Linked DNA regions of Mus musculus: region 1 is linked to region 2. A link is a contact called in public HiCAR-type data. All regions are on one chromosome and are shown on one strand. Each heading gives the region's core, a stretch centred on a gene start, on an enhancer-like site or on the middle of the called end of the contact. The rest is flanking DNA. Distances are from core to core; before and after follow the strand shown. Region 1 holds the start of Arl6 (ADP-ribosylation factor-like 6). Region 2 overlaps Dcbld2 (discoidin, CUB and LCCL domain containing 2).

Region 1 (5,947 bases), core at 2,665-5,164, 1.2 Mb after region 2:
ATTAATTCACTTTATTAATTCTCATGTTCATTTAAGGTCACAAAACTCAAACACGTTACAACTCCTTTAATGTCTTTTATGCTATGCCATCCCAAGCAAAGGACGTGAAGGAAAGGCTATCAGTAGTAAGTCAAATGCATAAGAAAAGTGACTGCATCGCTGACATTCTGCTTATTACTTTTGGGAGAGCGCTATCAGTATAAAGTACATCAACTTTCAATGATGTGCCTTCAAGAAGCAGTGCACACCTAATGGGCAGATCTCTTTCTTATCCTAAGGATCAGGATGGGTTTAACCTGCGTAGTCGCTCAAACCTTTTCATATTAGAAATTCAAAGCCCATTTCAAAACATTTCTTTGAATACCAACTTAGGAGTTGGAATTTGATGAATCTATCTTAAATTTTCTTTGCTACATAAAACAATTCATATTTATCATTTTAGTTGGAATTGGCTATTAAGTCCTATAGGGGGAAGTATGTTAATATAATGCTTCTATGTTTTTTTTATTTTCCATATAATCTTTAACATATTTTCAAAATTACAACCTCTCTGTTTTTCATGTCTCCTCTCTGTGTAAGTACTACAAGGCATTGATTGTTAAAAGGTACTATCATAGATATTCATTGTCCACAATCTTTTGTGACTTTCTATCATTTTTCTCAAATACCTGAGATTTATTATTGAAATATTTGGGAATATAAAATTTTAAAGAGCTTTTCAATTTTTTTTATGTGCAACATGAAAAACCCTACCAGAGCAGTGTTTAAATTTGGTTTATTCTATCACTAATAAAACTGAATATCACTGAAACTTGCTTTTTATTAGTGTTTCTCTCATGGGCTGCTTGTCATATCTGGTGGCTACTGCTTTGATTACTGTATGTAGTCATGTATATATTCCATGCATATGTATTGCAAACTATCTCAATCAATTAAAATTTACTTTATTACAATTGTTTTATAAGACGGGGCTTTTATCTGATGACATTGGTGGTTTTCTTTGGTTTCTTTCTTTAGTTTTAGGTCTAGAAATATTTCCTTCTCTTCAGTATTTTGAGCATATTAACTAATATTCTGTTTCTTTCATCTGTAGTTAATTTTTCAGGTTTTAAATTCTAATTTTCCTGAAATGTACTTGGGTATGAGAGCTGATTCAGAGAACTGGCTGTCCTTCTGCCCCTCCCTTTTCTTTATATTTTATATTCTTATATGTGTTTGGATCTAGCAATAGGCTCTCTGTACATTCTAAACTATATTCTGGAAGCGAATTCTTAGGGATTACTTCTAAGAAAAATTTCAAGGTCACTGATGCTTGAGAAATTTTATATAAGCTTCTACAGCGCATTATTCTTTAATATGCTGATACTATCTCTAAAGCTCCAAGAGATGGACAAAGAAAGTACTACTGTCTGTGAGGACTTGTTCACAAGAACCTTTTTGGGGAAATATTTCAACTTCACACAAACTGGGAAACCTGATCTATTCTATTGGTCTGTTTGTGACATCATCTCTCAATTCACATATCCCTATACTTTGTCATGTGAAACACTAAGCTTCCTTTCTCTAACGTCCCCTTTTCAGATTTACCAGTTTCTTCAGCTTTGAAGGGGAACTATACCCTGAAAGTGGGCTTCTGGGGGACTGATGCGCTGCTGATTTTATTGTCTTCTTCCATTTCCTTATTTTTCTTTTTTAAGTTTAGAGAAAGCAAGTTCTTAGGTACAACAAAGTTCTCCAAAGGCTAAGTACAGCTATTCTGAGGTAAGTCCATAAAACGTTCTTTAAGAAGAAACAAAACCCGCTGTGACCGAGGAAGCCTGGCTAGTCAATAAGAGAGAAGAGCAGGGTGAGCTGGACTCAGAATCTGGAGCATGGGGAGTAAGCCATAAAGATCTGGAGTTGGATCATAAAAGTTGAGAACACACATCACAAAACACTCTCAGCCAGTTTTCATCCTCTCATTGGTTCTGAATTTCTTCCAAATAGTAGTTTAAAAGTTCTTACCAATAAAATCACCTCACTGTAATGAACTCACAAATAAAAACATCACACAATTAGATTAAGCAAAAACTCAAGCAAAAACTTGCCCAGTCCCAAACTCTCAGCAAACTTCTACACTTAGGAAGACTCTTGTAAAGCAATTGGGCTTTTGCTTAAGGGTTTACATTTTTACTACCAATTAAAAATTTACACAACACCCAAAACAAGTGTGACAGGGTTGAAATTAGGGAAACAATTAGCTTTATAATCTCTTTCCCTACTCATGTCTATTAAAATTTTCTAAAGAAAAGTATAATCTTAGGGACTGGTTATGTGGCAAAATGGTAAAGTGCTTGCCCACAATGTGCAAAGCCCTAGATTTAATCTCAGGCACTGTAAAACAAAAAAGAAAAAAATAAATAAAAATTATACTCTTAACAGCAGAGACCGCACAGCTCTTCTAGGGGACCAGAGTTTGACTGAGGCTCTCAAGCACCTGTAACTCCAATTCCAGGGCTGGTCACACATTCTGGATTCAACAGGTACTACACAACATGAACAATTATTACATAGAGAGGTGGGGGGAGAGGAGAGAGAACATGGTATAAAGTTGATACTGACGTAAACTATGCCTTAAAGGATAAAAAAAAAGAAAAAAGAAAAGAAAACCCAGCATATTCGCTAGATTAGGAACAAAATATACCTTCAGCTTAAAAAGTCTTACTGTATGTATTGTATAACGCTGGCAAAATTGATAGCTAAAGTAAACTTGGCTAAAATGAAACAACTCCTGTTCTTGAATCAAGAACACTTAGGTGTCTGAGCTGCTTTCTGAGAAGAATCAGCTTTCCAAAGGATTAGGTGGTTACCAGAAAAGCACTGAAGATTTAACATGTTATCCACATGTTAAGACCTTAGCGTTAAGCTGCAGAGAAAGATGAGATGAGACAGAGAAAAACGCCAGAAATGCTACTTTAAACATGATAGTAGTGTGGGCTGTTGAACATTCTTACTACCCCAATAAAACAATCTTATTAAGTTAGAAAATTTGATGATGAAATTTCAACCAAATTATTCATACATCATATAAAAAGGTCCGTCTTGGGCAGCGTTAAAGTCAACCAAACAAGCAAACAGCATTGGCCCAAAGCAGTTCAATACATTTTCGAAGCTCCTTGGTATACATCACATAAACTCAATTTTTTCCCCATCTCTCACAGATGAGAGATGATCTAACTCACTTAGATTCAAAAATACGGGTAATAGTTTAGAGTAATTCTAAATCGGACAGGGAGCGGGTATTCTCTGTCTACCAGGGTGGAAATGGCTGCGAACAGGTAGCGGGAACTTTTTGAACTAGTGGATCCTGCCGCCGGTTCCACAGCGCTACAGACACCGTGGAAAGGTCGTGTTCATGTTATCAAGGGTGAAGCTGATGGCGTGAAAAATCATACCCAACAGAGCTGAAAGAGAACACACAGATGATGGTGAAGAGAGAGAAAAAGCGGGGTGCGGATGGAGGTACCTGATCTTTGACGCCAATCCAAAGGCCAAGGGGCTGACAAGGACAGGAAAGGACGCACTCTTGTACCCGTTTCCGCGGTGGGATCTTCCCCGGAGCCTCAGCCTTCCTCTCTATGCCTCCGTAGGAAGGTTCCCTTGTCCCAAGCACAGCCCCTTCTACAAGTTGGGAGAAACAGCCGGTTCACCCAGGATGCGAGCATCAGTGGCTGAGCAGGCGCCCCGGCGCGCGGCGTTCCCTTGGCAACGGGAGCTTCTTCCGGTCCCAAAGCCACGCCCACCCGGGCGTCGTAGGTGTCCGCCCACAGGTTCTCCTTTCTGCGGCTGGAGAGCTCTGGGTAAAAAAATTAATGGCCTGATTCCCGCAGAGGAACTCTGTTAGCGAGAGTGTGAGCACGGAAGACACGGGGAGCCGCCACTGCATTGGGAGCCGAGTGGTAGCTCCCGTGCTGCTGGGACGCAAGGGAGCTGGAGGCGCGCGCACAGCCTGCCGGGAGGCGTGCGGGGCGGCCTTAGCTGCGCGCGCATCGCTGGTTGCTGGCCTCCGGGGTTCTGGTTAGCGCTTTTGGCCGGACTGCCATATCTGTGGGTGGCAATGTTTTGGCTTGACCGCCCTCGTCGTGGGCGGCGTGAGGCAGGGAAAGGATCTACTTAGATATGCTACTCCCATTACACAGAGCCTTTCCTAGGCTCAGCTAGGCCTGAGAGCGAGCGAGCGAGCTCTGCAGAATACAGTTGTAAGTACAGGCAGGAGAGGGAAACTGGTCAAAACCAGTCAGTATTTAAAAACAGAAACATTATTTGGCAAAGGAAGTGTGACCCTGTCCCTAGTTCTTAGCTGTCTGTTGTCCCGGATATTAACTAACACCAGACATGAGTTTGTGGATCAGAGAGTTTGATAGTTACCGTTCTTAAAATCACTTGGAGTTTATAGCAATAGAAATAATTTGTGCTAATTGAAAGTTTTTTAGATAGACACTTTCCCGCCCATTTGCATTGTTCCCAACAGACAGGCTACAGATGCAACAATTAAAGATCTACATTTTATTTTATTTATTTTTACTTTTTTTTTTTTTTTTTGACTTCAAACTAGCCATTTCCCCCATCCTACTCCTCAATGAATGACTGCATGACAAACTTGTATTTGAAAAGTTTCATCTCTTCATATCACTTGTTAGCATAAATGTGGGATGTTACTTTACTGGTTTTACCAGTTAGTATGTTCAACTACCATACTTGTTTTTCTGCCCGTTAAGGAAGCTGGCCGATTATTTGGACTTGGAGTAGGGTGAAGAAACTGAAAGGAATTCCATCAAAGAGATAGTGGTTAAGACACTGGTATATGCACTGCGGTAGAGTGCTTTTCTGGTGCCTTTCCAAATTCCTTAGTACTCCTAATGTGGAGTAAGGTCTAGTTCTGGTCTCCTGACTCTTGTAAGGCAAAAACCAGACTGAGTGAACAAAACTTCTATAGTTTGTACATCCAAAGGTAGTAACATAAATGCCCTTGTTAAAACAGAAAATGGAAATATACTATACTCTGTGGTCTAGTAAAATTACCCTTTGTGTATATTTCATCTTTGTCTTCAAAAATGTATCTAATCTAGTGGTTTTGAGGACAAAGGAAAGAAAAAAGTATGCATGTCTGACCAATAGATAGCACGTGTTCAATAGATAAGCTTCCTTCGTTGTGAATTTTTTATTACTCAAAGAAAATCAGCTCAGTTCCTGATGTGGTTGTCCTTTAACTTCTGGCCCCAAATGCAGGGGTTCCTAATTTACCAGGAACTATTAAACCGCTTCTCTTTGGCTCACTTTGACAAAACTTGGATGCTTATTTGCTTATATAATATTTTCTCTCTAGACATAGAATAGAGCTTATGTCTCTGATTTTCCCCCTTTAGGCAGATATTATCAGATTTTTTTTTTTCCTACAAAGCATTAGGAGGAAACTAAATATATAAGAACAGACCGAGCAACCATTTTTATAGTAAATTTAGATGACATTTAAAAATTATTTTTGTTGGATTTATTGACTTTTTTTATGTTTGTTTTGTCTGCTTATATGTATGTGCACCACAAGAATACTTGGTGCCTGGAGAGATCAGAAGAGGGTATCATATCTACTGAGACTGGAATCAGGGAAGATTGTGAGCCACCATGTGGGTGCTACGACTCAAACCTGACTCCTCTGCAAGAGCCACGAGTGCTCTAAACCATGGAGCCCTCTTCATCCCCAACTTAGGTGATTTTTAACAACAAAAGGTGAACAGTTTTGTTTTTTGTTTATTTAAGTGTAGTTGATCTGCTGTTTTATTGTATTAGAGATTAAAGAGTTCACATGACTCCTAAATTCTATTTAGTAATCTAGAAAATGTTGAAAAAAAATGAACCCTAAAACAGTGTAAATATTTCAGTTGTTTGGATCTGCTGTTTTGATGGTTGG
Region 2 (5,831 bases), core at 403-2,902:
ACTCATGAGAAGAACTCTATCCTGCAGGTATCGTAACCACTGGGTCTACCATGATAGAACACAGTTACTATGTGTCTGCCTACAGAGTCCTGTACAGTGACGATGGGCAGAGATGGACTGTGTACAGAGAACCTGGTGTGGACCAGGACAAGGTAAGGCGATCCTGTAATGTTAAATGCCATGTTGTCTCACTCTACTCTCTCCTGGTTGTTTTCGGTACTGCTTGCTACTGTCTTCCTAGTGTTTCTAAGCAGGCTTAGAAAATTGTCGGTGATTCTAGGTCTTTGTGATTGTATAATTAGAACTGGTTATAATTGTTATTGGATAATTATCCAAGTATTTTGGCTGCTAAAGTAAGAACTTCTAAATAGTTACCTTCAGTTCCTTGGTTTTTATAAAGCCTACCAAATAATGGAACCTTGACTTTGTTCTCAGATTTTGACTAAGCAAGAGGAAAGGGAGGTGGAATAAAAGGTGAAGTACACTAAAGATAGAAAGGCCATTGTAAGATCACCTCAGCCGTTTCTGTGCCAGGACAAATCTGGTCTTCCCACTGCAGAATTCCCATAGTTTCCAAGACACTTCAGCATTTTTGTTTTAGTGAAATCCTGTGGAGACACTGGAACTGGACAAGCAGGGACAACATGGGAGAATATTGGAAGTATGTCACTGGGGTGTTGTCCCATCCCCAGCTTCCTGCTCTACCCTTGAGAGAATCTCAAAATGAAGGCACCTCTGTCCCCAGGGAAGATGGGTGGTGCTGTGTGGAGTGGGGACTGACGGCTTCTTTCAGTGAGAAGCGCAGTACTTCCCAGACTTTCCCAGCCCGCTTCTTATTTCATAATCTATCTCATGGCGACCGCACAGTGACCCTGTTGCCCCTTCTTGTTCTTTCATTACATTTTTTTTCTTCTCCCCATGAAGTATCCTTGGAGGAGTTTGTTGTTTTGGTTTGGTTTAGTTTTTGTGGGGTTCTTTGTTTTGTTTTAGTTTGTCTTTCCATTGTTTTATTCTCCTGCAGTGTCCAACCTTTTAATTTCATCTAATGGATTTTTAATTCCAATACTGTATTTTTTTTTCTCTCCTTCATATTTACCTTGGGTTTTAAATTTTCTTCCATATATTTTTTCATAGGCATATGAGCACGGAGTGTGTTCATCTGGTAATTTTACCAAACACACACCTCAGTGCTAGCCATTATGCTATTGATTGCTTCTGGGTGTTTTTATTAGCATTATTAATCCTCTGTGTGTGTGTGTGTGTGTGTGTGTGTGTAAAGCTTTATTCTGGGATGCAGTTAAGCTACCAGGAAAACATTTCTTTATACGTATTGCTAACTTGACAGTCACCATTGAGACAGTGTCCCAAGTATTATGAAATTTACTCATGAGCTGATGATGGAGAGCGTTTTGAAGCCTGTGTTGTCATAAGCTTGTTCTACTTATCACAGGGTTCTTTTTCTGACTCTAAGTTGCTTCTGGCTGAGGACTTAGGGGAAGTTTCATACAGAGCCCAGTGGCCTTGCTGTAGTTCATCCATTCCTGCTGACACTCATTCTGTCCCTTTCCTGTCCTTACTCTGCTAAGCTCTACCCCAGAAATTCTAGGTTTCTGCTGACCTCATGGCTAGCAAGTTCTCTAGAGTGTGGGAAAGCCTTGCCCTGTGACCTGGAAATTCACCAGTCAGTACTGATAAGCAGAGTGTGTCTTGTTTGGGCCCCTACTCTGTAGTTCTGACCCTTTGCTGCCCGTTGCCCAGTGTCTTGAGAACTACTGCGTCCTGCCGTGCCCTTTCCCAGTTCTTCTGTTGTTCATGGCTGAGGTCCAGCTTCTCTCACTCAGTTACTGACAGAAGAGGAAGGCTCTGAACTTAATGAAATAGCACATATCTTCACACTTCAATCTGTCCATCTCTTCGCTTCTCGGGTAACTTGTATTTGTTTTGACATGTCTTCTAGGTCTCTGCATACCTACAGAGCCTGAGCCAGAAAGTATAACCAATCTCCTAAACTTCCATAATTTATTGCTTTCTAATACTACACCATGTTTGTATTCAGGGGAGAATGAGAGAGAATGTGTGTACTTTTTCAAAAATGTTTCCTAAGGATGTCTAACAACCTTCCCTGTGCATCAGATTCTCAGTGAATGTTGGCAGATGGACTAGAGCATTTCGTTAGGGTCACGTATAGCCAGCCCAGTGTGCACTGTGTACTTGAGGAAGACCTTGAACTTGTGATTCTGAAACTGACTTCATTACAGATGTGCTGCACCACACCCAGTTCTATGAGGAGATGGGAAGAGAACTTATGACTTTGTGCACATAAGCAAGCAGTCTGGCCTACATCCCCAGCCTTTGCCAACAGTTATGTCCTGAAATGTTGTTTCAGTCAGTTCCTGTTCACTGATAACAAAACTGTCAGCATTGGCCTTTAATCTATGTTAGAGCAGGAGCTAGGGAAAGTATGGAAGCTTACAGAAAGGGGGACTGTTGGAAGTATAGAGAGAACATTATAGAAACTAAAAGATCTTAATGTATCTTCCAGCATGTGTAATCTAGTTACAGGCAGATGGACCAGGAAGAAATAGCTGTCCTACTTGGGCATGACTTAGGAAGTCCAGTATGCACATGTTCTCGCTTTAGCTAGTGGAATGGATGTGGCTAATTTGGCACAAGGGGAAAACAAGGCCCTGCTTAACTCATTGAAGCCCTGCGATTAAGTCAGAAGTCACAGTCAGCTCAGCTCCTGCTGCTGGCCTCACACTGTCACTCTGTGGCCACTCTTTCTGTGCCCTGCCTTGAGGACCACTAATGGCAAATCCATGAAAGTACTGTATAAATAGGGCTGACTGAGGAGAAAACACATTTGCTTGAAAGGGTTGAGGTAATGAGATAATCACTTTTAATCATGTTTTCTACTTAAAGATTGTTTTTATAATGCATGTGTAGCTGTTGAGTTCCAGTCGTTAAATCAAACACAGAATAGCATTTCAGGGTTGTTGCTACTTGGGGTAAGCAGCAAGTCCTGACAACTGGGATTGTGGTGTGAGGAGTGCCGTAACACGGTTGGTCCAGCAGGTGGAGGTAGAGGCCTGGCCCATGAGCTGAGGCCTTTGTGTGATGGCTCTTTTTCACTTTAAATATAAACTTTAGATGATCGTTAGTTCCACAGGGATTGACGATGATAGTTTATTGATGCGATGAGCTGTGGCCCTGCAGTTGAAACGTTTCCCGTATTGCCAGGTTAGCTATCACTCCTGTCCAGTTCGTAAGCCATCCTAACAACATTTTTGTAGTTAGTGTTTCCCTCAGATAAGCTTCCAGGTAAAATGTGCAGTGTTTTAATAACTGCTTTTCCAAATGCTGATTGAGTTGTTTTCTGAGAAGTCTGTTCTGTCATCATTCTTTATCGATGTTGTTGAACATGCTTAGCTGGAGCAGTCTAGTTCTGGTCTCTTTTTGATGTAAAATACCAATTTTTGTTATTTTTTAAAGATATTTCAAGGAAACAAAGATTATCACAAGGATGTTCGTAATAACTTTTTGCCACCAATTATTGCACGTTTCATTAGAGTGAACCCTGTCCAGTGGCAACAGAAAATTGCCATGAAAGTGGAACTGCTCGGATGTCAGTTTACTCTCAAAGGTAAAGAGCCAGTGTGGCCAACAGTGGTCCCCACCATTGCCCTTTTAAATTTCCCACTTAACTGACACACAGTCATCACACACTTATGGTATACCGAGACATTTCAGTGTGTGTATGCGTATATAATGATCAGATCAGGTAATGATCATGTCAGGTAGATACAGTTTCTTTGTATTTGACACTTTTCAAAGTCCTCTCTCTAGTAGGAACTGCTCATTTGTTTCCCTGTTAAAATGTTGCCATCAGAATAGTTTCACAATGCAAATGAGACTCTCCAGTTCTGGTCTTGGAGACTTTTAAAATTAGGTTCTGTGTATTAAGATCCATGCATTGAGGGTTAGAGCAGCAACCTAAGCTTGAGTAACTTTTATTTTGAATTAACAAAAAACTGGAATAAATTCACCCAATATTTTATAATGTTTTAATGTTATTTCCTTATATTTCACAAAGCTATCATTGTGCCAGACATAGTTGGCTCTCCATACACACTCGTTAAATGAACTGAATATAGCATATATTAGGTTATAGCTATAGAATTGGATAGCCAATAATCTTCTAAGGTTACCTATGAATTAGTTAATTATTTAATTATTGAAAATCTGGAAAATCTTATAAAGCCTGAAAAATCTTAGTTTTCTTGCATTTAATGCAAAGTATAATTATCCATTGGATTCTGAGATTTAAAATTGTTCTGCAGAATTAAGCAATTTAGGAAATGTTGAACATTTAACATTGCTCTTTTTAAACTATAATTTTTTTTCAAAGCAAAATGTATAAGCATTTCTAACCCCCTTTTTAAGGTCGCCTTCCAAAGCTTACTCCACCTCCTCGGAACGGCAATAACCTCAGAAATACTACAGCTCGTCCCAAACTAGGTAAAGGTATGCCTGCTTTTAATGTGAGACTTTGACATGTCCTGTAACTATATTTAAAACATAAAACTGAACTTTCCTTAAGTTATTAATGTTTAAAAAATAAAAAAAGGTTTCTTCAAACTTTTTTCAAGGTCGTGCCCCTAAATTTACTCAAGTGCTCCAACCTCGAAGTAGGAATGAACTTCCTGTGCAGCCGGCGGAGACAACTACCACTCCTGATATAAAAAACACGACTGTAACTCCCAGTGTAACCAAAGGTAGGTAGATCAGGCACGGACTCTTCCCTGGTGGGGTTCTTGCTCTCAATTACGAGTTTCCAGCTCACTTACTTCATCTGTATTTTTCCAGCTCATCCAAAATAAATAAATATATAAACTTGTGTCTTTTATGGAAAAGCCTGTGGGAAGCTCAGTCTATTCTGATACAGGAAAGCCTGGTGCTTAGCTGTGTGGTCTGTGTCCTCTCGGCCTCCTCTTATGATCCCCAGCAGCTAAGCACGAGTCCCGAGCTCAGAAACTCAGCACTTCTAGAAATGATTAAACCACAGCAGCAAACAAGCTTTTTTACCCACATTATATATTAATTCACTAATGGGGAGAGCTGATAGAGGAGAGCGAAAAACATCTTTAAATTGTTTAAAACATTTAAAGTTTTAAAATGTACTTCAATTAACATTCTTGTTTTTTTTAAATACCCTCTGCTTCATATACATTTGTAATTTTCTGATTATTCATTCAGACATTAGAGTTACTTCTAAATTGCATTACAGTGATAAATACAGTGTTACATTGTACAAATCACTGTCCTTTTTGCTTGTTGAAAAGAAAACTTTCAGTTAAATTCAGAAAATAAAATGTCAGTGTCACAGGAGAATTAGCAAGCAGGGCTAACATGGGAAAAAAATGCTCATTTTCAGCAAAGTATGGGAAAGAAAGCGTTACCAGGAAAACCCAGTGCCCATCTCAGTCAAAGAGAGAAGTTCTCTAGGACGGTTTTGTTGCAGGATGAGGAGGAGACGACAGGGCAGATAAGCTGGAAATGGTCAGAGCTGCAGAGTTGGGTGGAGAACAGGAAAGGAGAAAAGTTGGTAAACAGGGTGAGCGCTGTGTGGGAGAGAAGGGCCTCAAAAAATGAGAACCAGCATCCCCCAGGGGTGGGGGGGGCACATCGGATACCCTAAAAGAGAGAAGAAGGACGAGGAAAAGCATGCTTTACTGCCAGGCTGCTGCAGTGCAATGCGGGGTTGCGAGGCTACTGGACTGATGCTAGGCTCTTACGCCCCTGCACAAAAGGGTTGTACCAGGGATGCAGGA

Evidence for each region. HiCAR-type assays count read pairs that join an accessible place to other places.
Region 1: a contact with region 2 is called in a HiCAR-type map of astrocytes, with 4 times the contacts expected there. The contact joins the promoter of Arl6 here to the enhancer-like site in region 2. A contact is called at or near these places in 6 of 39 promoter capture datasets (the 3T3-L1 cell line, the C10 cell line, hippocampal neurons and 2 more), 1 of 115 datasets of contacts at active chromatin or transcription factors (astrocytes) and 2 of 9 other capture datasets (adipose tissue and embryonic stem cells).

Annotation. Positions count from the first base shown.
Region 1 is chr16:59,635,425-59,641,371 of GRCm38.p6, forward strand. Arl6 (ADP-ribosylation factor-like 6) reads right to left here and starts at 3,915. Exons shown (of 8, transcript NM_019665.3): 1 at 3,506-3,915. 4930547E14Rik (RIKEN cDNA 4930547E14 gene) reads left to right here and starts at 1,521. Exons shown (of 3, transcript NR_040564.1): 1 at 1,521-1,761.
Region 2 is chr16:58,451,634-58,457,464 of GRCm38.p6, forward strand. It overlaps Dcbld2 (discoidin, CUB and LCCL domain containing 2), which reads left to right. Exons shown (of 16, transcript NM_028523.3): 9 at 28-152; 10 at 3,493-3,643; 11 at 4,444-4,524; 12 at 4,650-4,775. Among named protein-coding and RNA genes, the nearest start is that of Gm33475, 21 kb to the right of the region's middle. Within about 2 kb of position 1,653, at least 30 of the 459 cell types and tissues checked have an H3K27ac peak or open chromatin away from gene starts, as enhancers often do. A contact at or near this core is called in adipose tissue, astrocytes and liver, where this site is marked.